Linked DNA regions of Mus musculus: regions 2, 3 and 4 are each linked to region 1. Evidence: chromatin contacts called from public HiChIP or PLAC-seq data. All regions are on one chromosome and are shown on one strand. The core of a region is the stretch at or near the end of the contact, and the rest is flanking DNA. Distances in the headings are between cores, read along the strand shown.

Region 1 (2,770 bases), core at 253-2,752:
AATACAGACAAGTATATTCAAAAAGAACTATTTTAAAGTGTGTTTATAGTCACTTTGTTTCTAAAGGTTTTTATTTTTATTTGCATGTGTGTGTGTGTGTGTCTGTCTGTCTGTCTGTCTGTCTGTCTGTCAACAGAGACCAGAAGAGGGGATCTGACATCCCTAGGGTTGGAGATATAGGCAGCTATGAGACACCTGATGTGGGTGCTAAACTCAGATCCCCTGCAAATACAGGAAATGATAGTAACAGCTGAGCCATTCTCCAGCCCAAGGTTAACTTTCTTTTAACTCGATTTTAAAATAGAATGGGGAATTTGAGAAGACTAAGAATAATGAGAATTTTTAACAGGTTTCTTCATCAAGGGAGCTGGAAATATGTTCTAACTAGTACTTCCTCCACACACAGTGTAAGAGACTGTATGACCAGCCTGAGCTTAAATTACTTCCGAAAAGCAGAAAACCCATCAAAGGGCTACATGAAAGAACAGGAAGAAATTGGAGCAGGCAACTATGAATAATCTACACCTGTATTGCTTAGCAATTTAAATCAATCGACAACGACGTGCTTAATTTAATAGATGCAGAATCTAGAAAAATAAACTGTCTAAGGCGAGCATATGGATTCTAATTTTTAGAACCAAATCACCTTCGTCTGAGATTAACTTCCCTTTATAATGAACCCTTTCTTCCCTTCCCCTCTCCTTTTTCTTCTTTGCTCTTTTCTTGAGATTGGGTCTCATGTAGCCCAGGCTAGTCTTGAGTTTGCTGTGGACTCCTATGCCCCAAGTCACCTCCCACTTGCTGGTATCACAGTTCATACCTCCACTCCCAGCATAGATATTTTTAACACAGGACGCAGAACCAGATCGGGTTCAATAAACTTTATGACTGAAAAATGATAGCGTGGTGGATTCTATCCACATAAACAGCAGGACGGGGAGGGTGGAAGCCTAACTCCCGCCTGGTAGACAAAGGGTTCCATTGTGAGATGGACCCTGACCGGCTTGGTTGACAATAACAGAACTTCACATGGGCACTGGGGGCAGAGAGGGAATGAGATGAGACAACAGATGTTATCTTTAAAGAATATACCGTCTGGCCTTGCTCACACTGCCACAGGATCGCAGGGGTCTGTTTTGTTTTGTCTTGTTTTGATTTTAATTTTGAGAGACTTTACGATCACTTATCATAGTCTCTGAAGTTTAATATGAGGTAACTGATATCGAACTGGTATCCTGCTACAGACAAAAAAAAAAAAGAAAAAAAAAACCACTCTCGCAAGGGTTACATAAAATAATAAAATACAAGGAAATATAATGCTATATTGCTTCAAAGCCTCCGGCGTCCATTGCGAGGTTAGGTCTGTTCCCTGACCTCAGCAATATTCTTTTCTCTATTATATTTTAACTATTAGAAAACTTTGGTTCCTAGGGCAAGCCTGTTGTGTTTCTGTAAACAAAGTCACACCGGGATATGTCTCATACAGTCATCACTCATGAGTCATCTGTGGCTGCCCTGGCCCATAGCTTAGGTTGGGTATTGATAATAGAGACACACAGCTTACAAGACCTGAGAGACTTACTCTCTAGGCTTTCATAGATAAAGTTTGTTATTGTAGATCTGCACTTGCTAGATGCAAGATTCTCTCTTCCTCTGCCTTTTAGGATCGTTTTGTTTCTGTGACGTTGGAACTAATAGAAGGCTACCATTGCTCAGGAACCAGTACTCTCTGAGCAATGTTCTCTGGCTAGGAGGAAAAATCAGTGGGCTAAGTACCGCTTCAGGCGCCTGCTCTGCTTTGGCACATACAAGACAGGCGCCTAGGACAGCAGCCTCCAGTTCCTCAACCAGCCCTCACCGGATGCTTCCCGACCACATGGTATAGACCTGAGCTCTGAAGTTTCCTCACATAAAGCCAGGTCAATACAATCCTCCAAGAGCTAATATTTTTATGTTAAATAGACTAACAGAAACAAGCAGGCAGAGGAGTGAGGTCAGGGGAATGGCCTGGAGGCATCGCACTGGAGAGTCCCACACCCCACTGAGGCTGTAACCACCAAGTGTAGCCCTTCAACCCGAAGGCACAAACCCAGTCTGTACCTGCGCCCAGGTAGCTTCTGGGACATGCCTTGTTCCCTGAATTCTCTTCATAGCACACTGGAGACTGGTCTAGTCTTTTATGTTTTCAGCTTTACTCACCACAACCTAGTTTTGAACCACGTCTGTCTAAGGCGAGCATATGGATTCTAATTCTAAAATAAATAAATTTATTTATTTTAGCGTATTTTGCTTAGTTTTCTGCTCTGGTGGTATGTGTTTGTCCTGTCTGACAGTGATATCTGTCACTCAAATATCTACCCCTAAGTAAATCTGCTGACCCCACAGATTCTAACCAGTCTCTGTTTTTATTGTCTTATTCATGTTGGTATGACTTTTAAATCTAAGCTATATAGATTATATTATTTCAGAGGTGCTTAACTAAGCACTCATATGCATATTTCTCTTATTCCACTTAAATTAACCTTAGATTATATAATTCTTTCCCCTTTTGCTTCTTACATAAACCACTGACCAGGAAGGTAGGCAGTACCCCTTCTAGCTAATGAAATCCGGACCAATTCAGAGGGTCCTGAGTGGATTAGGACTAAAGTATTAGAAGCAAGTAAGGAAAGAGACCTGGAATAATGGTTAAACACCTGGATACAAGGAACACAGACACACATTGCTTAATATTGCTCTACAGCGGGGTGTAGAGTCAGAGAAACCTGGT
Region 2 (2,812 bases), core at 9-2,508, 160 kb after region 1:
CATCTGAGACTTGGGCACAGCAGTCTTAAGCTGTGCAAGGATGGGGATGAGAAATGAAGACAGGACCAGGGCACAGTGATAGGTGTCTGAACAGTAGGGGAACAATTGTCAGAGTGGCTCTGGGCATCTTATTTTCTAGGAATTAAGACCCTAGGAAATCTTTGCCACCTATAGGCAAATTAGATGATTTTTTTTTTTTTTTTAAATTCCCAGTCAGACCCAGAGCCATCTCAAGAATCAGGAAGCAAGCAACCACACACCTCAGTGTTGGTGGGCTGGGTCTTCCAGAACCCAGTTGCTTGCTTTGAGCAAGCCTTACCTTCTGGGCACATGCGCGTGAACACACACGCACACACTCTCAGGTCTGGTGCCTGACCCAGTCTGTGGCGGGGGAGGGGAGGTTGGCCCAGAATCAGCTAGCTAGATTTAAAGGCTAGACCCTTCCAAGAAGGCTGCCTGCAAAACTCCAAGCTACACCCCTGCTTGGGGTCGCAGGAGTTGGTGGCACCTGGAGAGGAGCCAGGCAGGCAAGCGTTGGAGACTGGCTACGGCGGAGCGGCGGCGGTGCAGTCTGTGAAGGGCCTGCGCAAGTCCCCAGCACCCGGGAAGGAAAGCCAGCAGAGAAAGACACTGCCCCAGGCCACCTCTCCTGCCCGCACACCACCCTCTGTGGGCTCACAAGTGCGGGTGGGTGCTACCGAGGCGGAGCTGCGCACGCACGCGCACACACACACACACACACACACACACACACACACACACGACTGCAGACACCCCTCCCGCGCGCCGCACACGCCCACCGCCCCAACCCGAACCCCAGGGCCCCTCTCCTCTCCCCTCACCTTTTTTCTTGGCGATCTTTCCTTTCTTCCCTCCTTCCTCTTCCTTCCAGCGCTCGCTCCTCCCCGCACCTCTGCGCGTCGCTAGCTCAAGACTCAGCAAGTGCAGCCCGCCCCCACTTGCAGTCTCATTCTCTGTTGGTGACACTGGGAGAATCCAGCACTTTCCAGAAGCCCCCACTTCTCAGTCTCTTCCTAACACTTGCTATACTCTACCTCATTGTTTTTCACGTGACTCCGTCCTCCCAACAAAAACACAGGCGACTCCAACTGTTTCCCTGAACCCCCTCTCTGGGCGGATTTAAGCATTCACCTCAGAACAAAAGCACTGTGCTGCGGACAGCCGGGACAGCCCGGTAGGGTCCCCAACCCCGAGGGAGTCAATTACAGCCCACCTTGGTTCCTTAGCCTTCTTTTGCCAAGCTTTTACCCTCCCAATGGCTAGCCTATGAGGGGAAGGCACTGAGTGTGTGTGTGTGCGTGCGTGCGTGTGTGTGTGTGCGCGCGCGCGCGCGTATATCCTAGTATGTGTGACTATAAATGAGTGCCTATGTATGTGAGAATGTGCAAGTATATATGTGAACACATATGAGTATATATGTGTGTCTCTGTGTGTATGTATGTAAATATATGTTAGCATAAACCTGTGCCTATATTATGTGAGTGTGGGTAAGTGTATATATGAGCGTATACATGTATGTATGTATGTCTATGTAATTGTATGTGACTGAGTGTAAGTATATGTGTGTTAGTGCATTTGATGGTGTCTAGGAGTATGAGAGGGTGTGCATGTATGTGAGTGGTGGTGTGTGAATGCATGTATACATGTGTGAATGTGTATCTATGTAAATGTATGTGTGTGTTGTGAACAAGAATTTCCAGAAAGACGCTCTGTCTGCAGAGACTGACTGACTGACCAGTCTTGCAGTGCTGAGGGGGGAAATTTGGAAGTTGCAATTCCAGAGGCAACTTATATTTTCTAGCTTTAACCCCCACAACGGGGCTTCCTTACCCACCCCTCTGTCCAAACTAACATCCTGTGACTAACAGTTCATTTCCTGCTGCCCACAGAGATCAGAAGAGGGCATCGGGACCCCCCACCCCCACCCCCCGGAATTGGAGTTACAGATGCTTGTGAGCTGCCAAGCGGGTGCTGGGAACTGAACCCAAGTCCTCTGCAAGAACAACAGGTGCTCTTAGCCACTGTGCCATCTCTCCAGGCCCTGTCCTGGCCTTTTCTACCCTGGCCTCCAGCCTGGCTGGAAAAAGACCCTCTTCTCTTTCACACTCAGGAAAAGTTGTGTCCTCTCAGGGTACTTATCACCATAACAGTCCACTGGGGAAATGTACAGTGGAGAAAGCACCACCCCTGCTTGCTTTTAGTTGACTTTATACCCATTTCAGGAGGTCACCAAGCCCAGCAATGTGTCCTTTGGCCTTCCAGATCAGATTTCTGCTCAGCTCTATATACAGACATGTTAATCATTTAAAGATCGGTCCTCTGAAATTGGCAATACAAGATTGATTACGCCTCCACCTTCCTGCCCCCACCCTCCAGAGCTGGGTGGTTAAGAGCACTTGCCGCTCTTCCAGAGGACCAGAGTTAGGCTTGAAAGAACTTGAAACTCCACTCTAAGGGACAAGACTCCTTCCTCTGGTCTCTGTGGGCAGATGTGAGCACTTGCACACACATACACATGACTAAAATAACTTTTTTTTAAAAAAAAGATATTGCTGGTTTAGTTGATTCTCCATCCCTAGTAGACAGCGGCAGACTCTCCCTGTGGCGTTTCATTTTCCCTTGACCCAATTTGACTCTCAAATTAAAGGTAACGTAGGCCTGCTAATTTTATTTTCTGTTACCAGAAGTCAGAAATAAGCCCCTGTGGTGCTGTGGTTTTCAGAGCTGCGCTTTCTAAGTGTTCTTGCGAAGTAGATGAGCCATCTCCCTTACACCTCACACAAACCTTCAA
Region 3 (2,749 bases), core at 238-2,737, 180 kb after region 1:
CCACCGATCAAGTACAGACAATGCCCTTGACGATCGTCGTGTCTTGAGAACACAAGATGGCGAGAGGTCCTCGTGGAAAGGTTGATTTCTATCTATAGCACTGGCTGTTGGGGGTATTGACTTAACTCTACTTTTCAAATACAGAAGCAGGAGTTTTAATCCTCCCCGAACCTTCATATTCTAGAATCACACTAGCTGAGCCTGGCCTGAAAGATGACCACGTGATTGGCAGTAGTGTTCTCTGAAGCTGACTTGTTGATGTTAACTGAGTAGCTCAAGATTGGAGATGCCTTCTTTCCACTGTCCAAACTGACATACCCAGCCTGCCATGATTAGATGTGACTCGTCCCCCAAGGACATTTGGTTCCTGGCTGTCTCTGTCCTCGGAATAAATAAAGGTAGTTATCCTGGGACCCTTTTTGTTCCTGTGAGAGTGATTTGTTAGAAAAAAAGTCATGTGATCTCTCCTCTTACAGCCCCTCAAGCCATGATGCCATCTGCCATGAGACCCTCCATCGAGGCTGAAAGACTAAGGTTGACTGACCCTGGATTTCCTGCCTCAAATGCTGTGTGTTCAGTGAACCTCTTTTCTTTATACAGTTTCCAGACTTGGTTTATTTGGTATAGCAACAGAAATGGACACATATGCAGTTGTTAATTGAAATTATCATCACTGAAAATTAGTCTCTTTCAGAATGTTACTTAGTGATCTCTAAGTGATGCCCAGGTGCTTCATGGGACTATGACCTGGATCTCTGGCTATGGCCCTGTCAGTGACTGGGCCTATGAGATCCTTCTCTATTGTGTCCCCTATTGCTAATTGATCCCACTGCTACCACTGTACTTGGATGGTAGAGTTGTAGCCTAAGCTTTGAACTCTTAGTTCCCAATGTGTATATACATTTTAAGGATGCTTTTCTAGAGGTCTGAGAATAAGTCCAAGTTGAGGGCTAGCCCCAGTCTCCCTTTACCAGGCTACAGACCATTTCCTACTGAAAGTTTCCAAATACATTGGATTTGTGTCAACTGCCCCCCCCCCAGCCCTATCAAGAAAAGGGTGTTTCCTCCCTTGCCTTCTGTTTCTGCTTACTCTAGATAACCTCTTGCCTGAATGAGTCAGAGTTTGAACTGTTCACTCTTTACAAGGGACACCTTTCACAAGAGAATGGCCTGGTCCTGTGTTCTATGTTGGATAATTGTACAGTGGCCATATGAGTAATTTGGTCTCAGACACCCCCCTGTATAAAATATCAGGAGCCTGGTCTAGGTGGGAGTATTTGAATCTCAAGCTGGAATAGCCCCATCTCTTTCCATCAAGAGCTCAGCCGGGGAAGAGTGAAGATCCAGTCTTTTCTGATGTCTACATCAGGAACAGAGAAACACCCCTCTATGTAACACTTGCCAATTGTGGACATGAAAGCACTATCACCTTGCCACAGAGATCCATCCCAGGGTTGCTCAGTGACATGATGGATGTGTGGGCATCACCTGGCCGCCCCACCCTGTGCATTCTTTCTAAAGCTGAAGGCTTGCTTAGACAAGGGCATGTCCTCAGGTGGTCCCCAGGTCAGCTTCCTGGGACATAGAACAGAGCAGAAAAAAAAAAAGTCAGAGAATGGACTTGCTGGGGTAAGAGGTGACAGGACTTATGGAGACCTGGATCCCAGTCTAGGAGTTCAAGAGCAGCATCATTCAGCCAGAACTCTGATTTTCATCATTTCATTTGTCATTTTCCTCCTTGACTCTGTGTGTTCTCTGCAGCTGAGACCGCGGCAGGGATGGAGAACACAAGGACCTTCCGGGGCTGGGGAAATGAAAGCCCACACATGATGGTTCTTGAGTCCTTGAGGTGGTGAATAGCCAAACCTGTGCTTCCTGGTTTTAAGACACGGATGGCTACTGAGGAAAAGGTCTTGGGGAAATGGATGACTTTCATTTTGAATACTGGAGAGCAGTTGGAGAATGGCACAATGGAAAGAATTGAGTGTTTTGTTTTCCCCAGAATAACCACTAGCCCAGAACTGTCCAGATTGGAGGACCACCCCCGACATAAATAGAAAGTCAAGAGTTGCATGCTCCATGTCTAAGACTCAGGAATTATAATCAGCCATTCCCACAAACTTGCCCCCGTATTCAATTTGGTCTATGCCCCCTCCAACTGTTGTCCTGACGGCCTAGAGATCGAGGAATTTTTTTCCCTGTCCTTTTGCTTCCTCCTCCCAGGCTCACTGTAGGTAGCTCTGATCTGCTGGGCTGGGCAGGTGAGGAGAGGATCTGGGTTCAGACTCCTGTGGGTGAATCCACTTACCTGGACCTGGACCAGAAGCTGACCATGGCTGCTCTTCCTGGGGGAGGTCTCAGTTCTCAGCACTCACACCGTAGAGACAGGATTTCACTGGCCAGCTGCTTTGGGAAACCCCACTGGCTGGCTTTCCGACCTTCACTTGGAGAACTCGGAATCTCTATTAGTATATTAGGAAAGGTTCTGCTAGATCACGCTGTAGGAACCTCTGCTTTCCTTTGTCCAATTCAACACTTTCCCATTGGAGCATCTGGCTGGGGACCCTTTCTTTAATTCCTTAGACTCCAGAAGGACCCCAGGCACCCAGGTTCTCCAGCACATTTAGAAATTGCTGCCATCACCGGGCGGTGGTGGCGCACGCCTTTAATCCCAGCACTCGGGAGGCAGAGACAGGCGGATTTCTGAGTTCGAGACCAGCCTGGTCTACAAAGTGAGTTCCAGGACAGC
Region 4 (2,700 bases), core at 18-2,517, 220 kb after region 1:
TGGAAACGCAGAACAGTCTAGAGTGGGATGCTGCTCTCTCTGGAGACTGATGGGGGCCGATGATGAAACCCTTCCTTGTATGCCGAGTGCTGGTGTGGAATCTGTAGTTGGGAGAATGCCAACGAGATTACAGAAAGCCTCAAGAAGGCAATTAAAATACTCTCAGGACAGAGCTGTCACTGTTAAGTTGCCAGCCTTGTCTCTAAGACCTCCCCTGCACTAGGCCAAACATCATGGCAGCTTAACAAAAGACCTCCCCCTCCACCCCCCCCAGTATTGTGAGTTCTGTGAACACCACAACCGGCACCACACTGAAGGCCTTAGCTTTTTATCTATTTAAACCTCAAAATAAGTCTCTATAAAGTAGACTTTTGTAGCAGAGATGGATAGCTGCTCACCAAGATCTCCCGTCATCGAAGGACTGCATTTTCCAGACACACCTATGGTGAGCTGCAGTCAGAGTGCTAAAGAAAATGAAGTAAGACAGAAGGCCAATTGCAACAAAAGCAAGTTAGATACTGAAAAAGAAACTAACTTTATAATGGACTAGCAAAGCACTGCACAGACACACACTCTCAATTAGACCTGTGTGGTTTTTGTTTCCAGCATATGAAAACTGCTCTTCCGTTGTCAACTGGACTGGACTCAAGAGCCACCCAGGAAAGTTTACCTCAAGGAGTGTCCACGAGGGTGTTTCCGAGGTTTAAATGGGGAGGGAAGACTCACCCTAAATGTGGGCGGCACTGTCCCCTGGGCTCTACTCCTTTTTTTTAGATTTATTTATTATTATACATAAGTCCACTGTAGTTGTCTTCAGATGCACCAGAAGAAGGCATCAGATCTCATGGATGGTTGTGAGCCACCATGTGGTTGCTGGGATTTGAACTCAGGACCTTCGGAAGAGCAGTCGGTGCTCTTACCACAGTGAGCCATCTCACCAGCCCTGGGGCTCTACTCTTGGACTGAATAGAAAGGAGAAAGGGAGGAAGGTGCCCTTTTGTTTCTTTCTGCTTCCCGACTGTGCATGCAGTATAGCAGGAAGACCTTCCCTGTTGCCAGACCTCTCCTGCCGTCGTGGACTGTACCCTTAACTTCAGATTATCAGCCCTAGTAAACCTTTCCTTCCTTTCTTCAGTTGCTTTTGCCAGGTACAGTGAGAAGTGCAATCAATCCAGAGAGAAACAGGGAGGCACCCAGGCAGGAGAGTGCAGGGTCTGATGTCTTTTCTTCATTTGCTGGCGTTCAGACTGCAGCCTCGCCCAAAACACTTGAAAGTGTTTTGGAGATCCTCACCCTATGTGATTCATGAACTTAGCATCCCGTGGGCAGGGAAGTGCTGCCAGCACACTGACAGTCGGGAAGTTGCCAGTCACAAGTTAATTTTAGAAGTGTCATCTACTCTATGAGAAACTGGATTCACCAACCCACTTCCTTCTCCACCTATATGAACCCCCCCCCCCGTAACCTCTAAGCCACTCTCAGTCACTTTCAATTTGCCTACTCAGAATATTTCTCGTAAACAGGATTGTACAATTTTTTTTTTAATGACTGGCTCCTTTCTCTTAACACAGTGTCTAGAGTGAACTGTGCCATCGTATGTAGCAATACCTTTTCATTGCTGAATGCTGTTCTATTGAATGTAAATAACACTATAATCAGGGCTTATGCATTTGGACTGCTTCTCTTTAGGGCTGTTAGAAGCACTGCTGCTTCAAGCATCTGTGCATGGGGTTTGTACATTGCCCGCCCCCCCCATACCTATACCTTGGAGTGCAATGGTTGGCTCATACAGTACCTCTGTATTTAACTCTTTGAGGAACCGATAGAACGTTTTCCAACATAGCTGCACCACGTTCTGCCCCCTCCAGCACAGTCTTCACATCCTTGTCAACATGTTAGCATCCGATTTTTTAAAAAATAAAAAAATCAGAATTCCATAGTGAGTGTGAAGTGAATTTCTCCTATGTAATTATCTTTAACATTGATGTTCACTGAGCTGCTGTGTATCTTTCTGGTGATGGTGGTGGTGGTGGTGGTGGTGGTGGTGGAATTTCTTTCATTTCTTTTGTTTATCTTAAACATTAGTTGTTGTTGTTTTAACTTTTGCCTTCTAAAGGCTCATATTACTCAGTTTGGCTTTGGACTCGCTACATAGCTGAGAATGACCTTGAAATCCTTGTCCTTCTGCCTCTCCTCCCAAGTGCAGGGATTACAAATGCGTGCTACCACAACCTGCTAATACTTTTAAAATACAGGCAGTACACCAGGAGTCTCATCATATTCAATTGAGGTAAAAGTTGCCATTAAGTTTATCTTCTCAAAGGGCGAAGTCAAATGGCTTTGTGTATTTATTATGTATCTGGCAGCACAGCTAAACTCCAAAATATTTTCTTTTTTCTTTTTTTTTTAAAGATTTATTTATTTATTATTATATGTAAGTACACTGTAGCTGTCTTCAGACACACCAGAAGAGGGAGTCAGATCTTGTTACGGATGGTTGTGAGCCACCATGTGGTTGCTGGGATTTGAACTCTGGACCTTCAGAAGAGCAGTCGGGTGCTCTTACCCACTGAGACATCTCACCAGCCCCCTCCAAAATATTTTCATCACCCCTGTCTTAGGGTTTCCATTGCTGTGAACAGACACCGTGACCAAGGCAAGTCTTACAAAGGACAATATTTAATTGGGGCTGGCTTACAG

The links. HiChIP or PLAC-seq counts read pairs in DNA pulled down with a chosen protein or histone mark.
Region 2: an HNF4G HiChIP or PLAC-seq map of pancreatic cancer cells shows a contact between it and region 1. The contact joins the promoter of Ociad2 here to the enhancer-like site in region 1. A contact is called at or near these places in 4 of 39 promoter capture datasets (the 3T3-L1 cell line, embryonic stem cells and hematopoietic stem and progenitor cells), 2 of 115 datasets of contacts at active chromatin or transcription factors (embryonic stem cells and pancreatic cancer cells) and 3 of 9 other capture datasets (adipose tissue, liver and pancreatic islet).
Region 3: a contact with region 1 is called in a FOXA1 HiChIP or PLAC-seq map of pancreatic cancer cells. The contact joins two enhancer-like sites. A contact is called at or near these places in 2 of 15 datasets of contacts at CTCF or cohesin (the G1E-ER4 cell line and large pre-B cells), 8 of 484 Hi-C or Micro-C datasets (the G1E-ER4 cell line, embryonic stem cells, erythroblasts and 2 more), 7 of 115 datasets of contacts at active chromatin or transcription factors (embryonic fibroblasts, embryonic stem cells, extraembryonic endoderm stem cells and 3 more) and 4 of 9 other capture datasets (adipose tissue, embryonic stem cells, liver and 1 more).
Region 4: a contact with region 1 is called in an HNF4G HiChIP or PLAC-seq map of pancreatic cancer cells. The contact joins two enhancer-like sites. A contact is called at or near these places in 5 of 39 promoter capture datasets (the C10 cell line, cranial neural crest, embryonic stem cells and 2 more), 2 of 115 datasets of contacts at active chromatin or transcription factors (embryonic stem cells and pancreatic cancer cells) and 1 of 9 other capture datasets (adipose tissue).

What each region holds. Positions count from the first base shown.
Region 1 is chr5:73,181,404-73,184,173 of GRCm38.p6, forward strand. The region is part of intron 3 of Fryl (FRY like transcription coactivator); the gene reads right to left. Among named protein-coding and RNA genes, the nearest start is that of 1700071G01Rik, 26 kb to the left of the region's middle. Within about 2 kb of position 1,503, at least 62 of the 459 cell types and tissues checked have an H3K27ac peak or open chromatin away from gene starts, as enhancers often do. A contact at or near this core is called in pancreatic cancer cells, where this site is marked.
Region 2 is chr5:73,337,689-73,340,500 of GRCm38.p6, forward strand. It overlaps Ociad2 (OCIA domain containing 2), which reads right to left and starts at 1,259. Exons shown (of 7, transcript NM_026950.4): 1 at 843-1,259.
Region 3 is chr5:73,363,229-73,365,977 of GRCm38.p6, forward strand. Gm34496 (a long non-coding RNA gene) reads left to right here. Exons shown (of 5, transcript XR_377015.2): 3 at 1-80; 4 at 185-398; 5 at 477-538. Among named protein-coding and RNA genes, the nearest start is that of Gm34583, 6.3 kb to the right of the region's middle. Within about 2 kb of position 1,488, at least 23 of the 459 cell types and tissues checked have an H3K27ac peak or open chromatin away from gene starts, as enhancers often do. A contact at or near this core is called in pancreatic cancer cells, where this site is marked.
Region 4 is chr5:73,400,229-73,402,928 of GRCm38.p6, forward strand. No RefSeq gene overlaps it. Among named protein-coding and RNA genes, the nearest start is that of Cwh43, 4.5 kb to the right of the region's middle. Within about 2 kb of position 1,268, at least 73 of the 459 cell types and tissues checked have an H3K27ac peak or open chromatin away from gene starts, as enhancers often do. A contact at or near this core is called in pancreatic cancer cells, where this site is marked.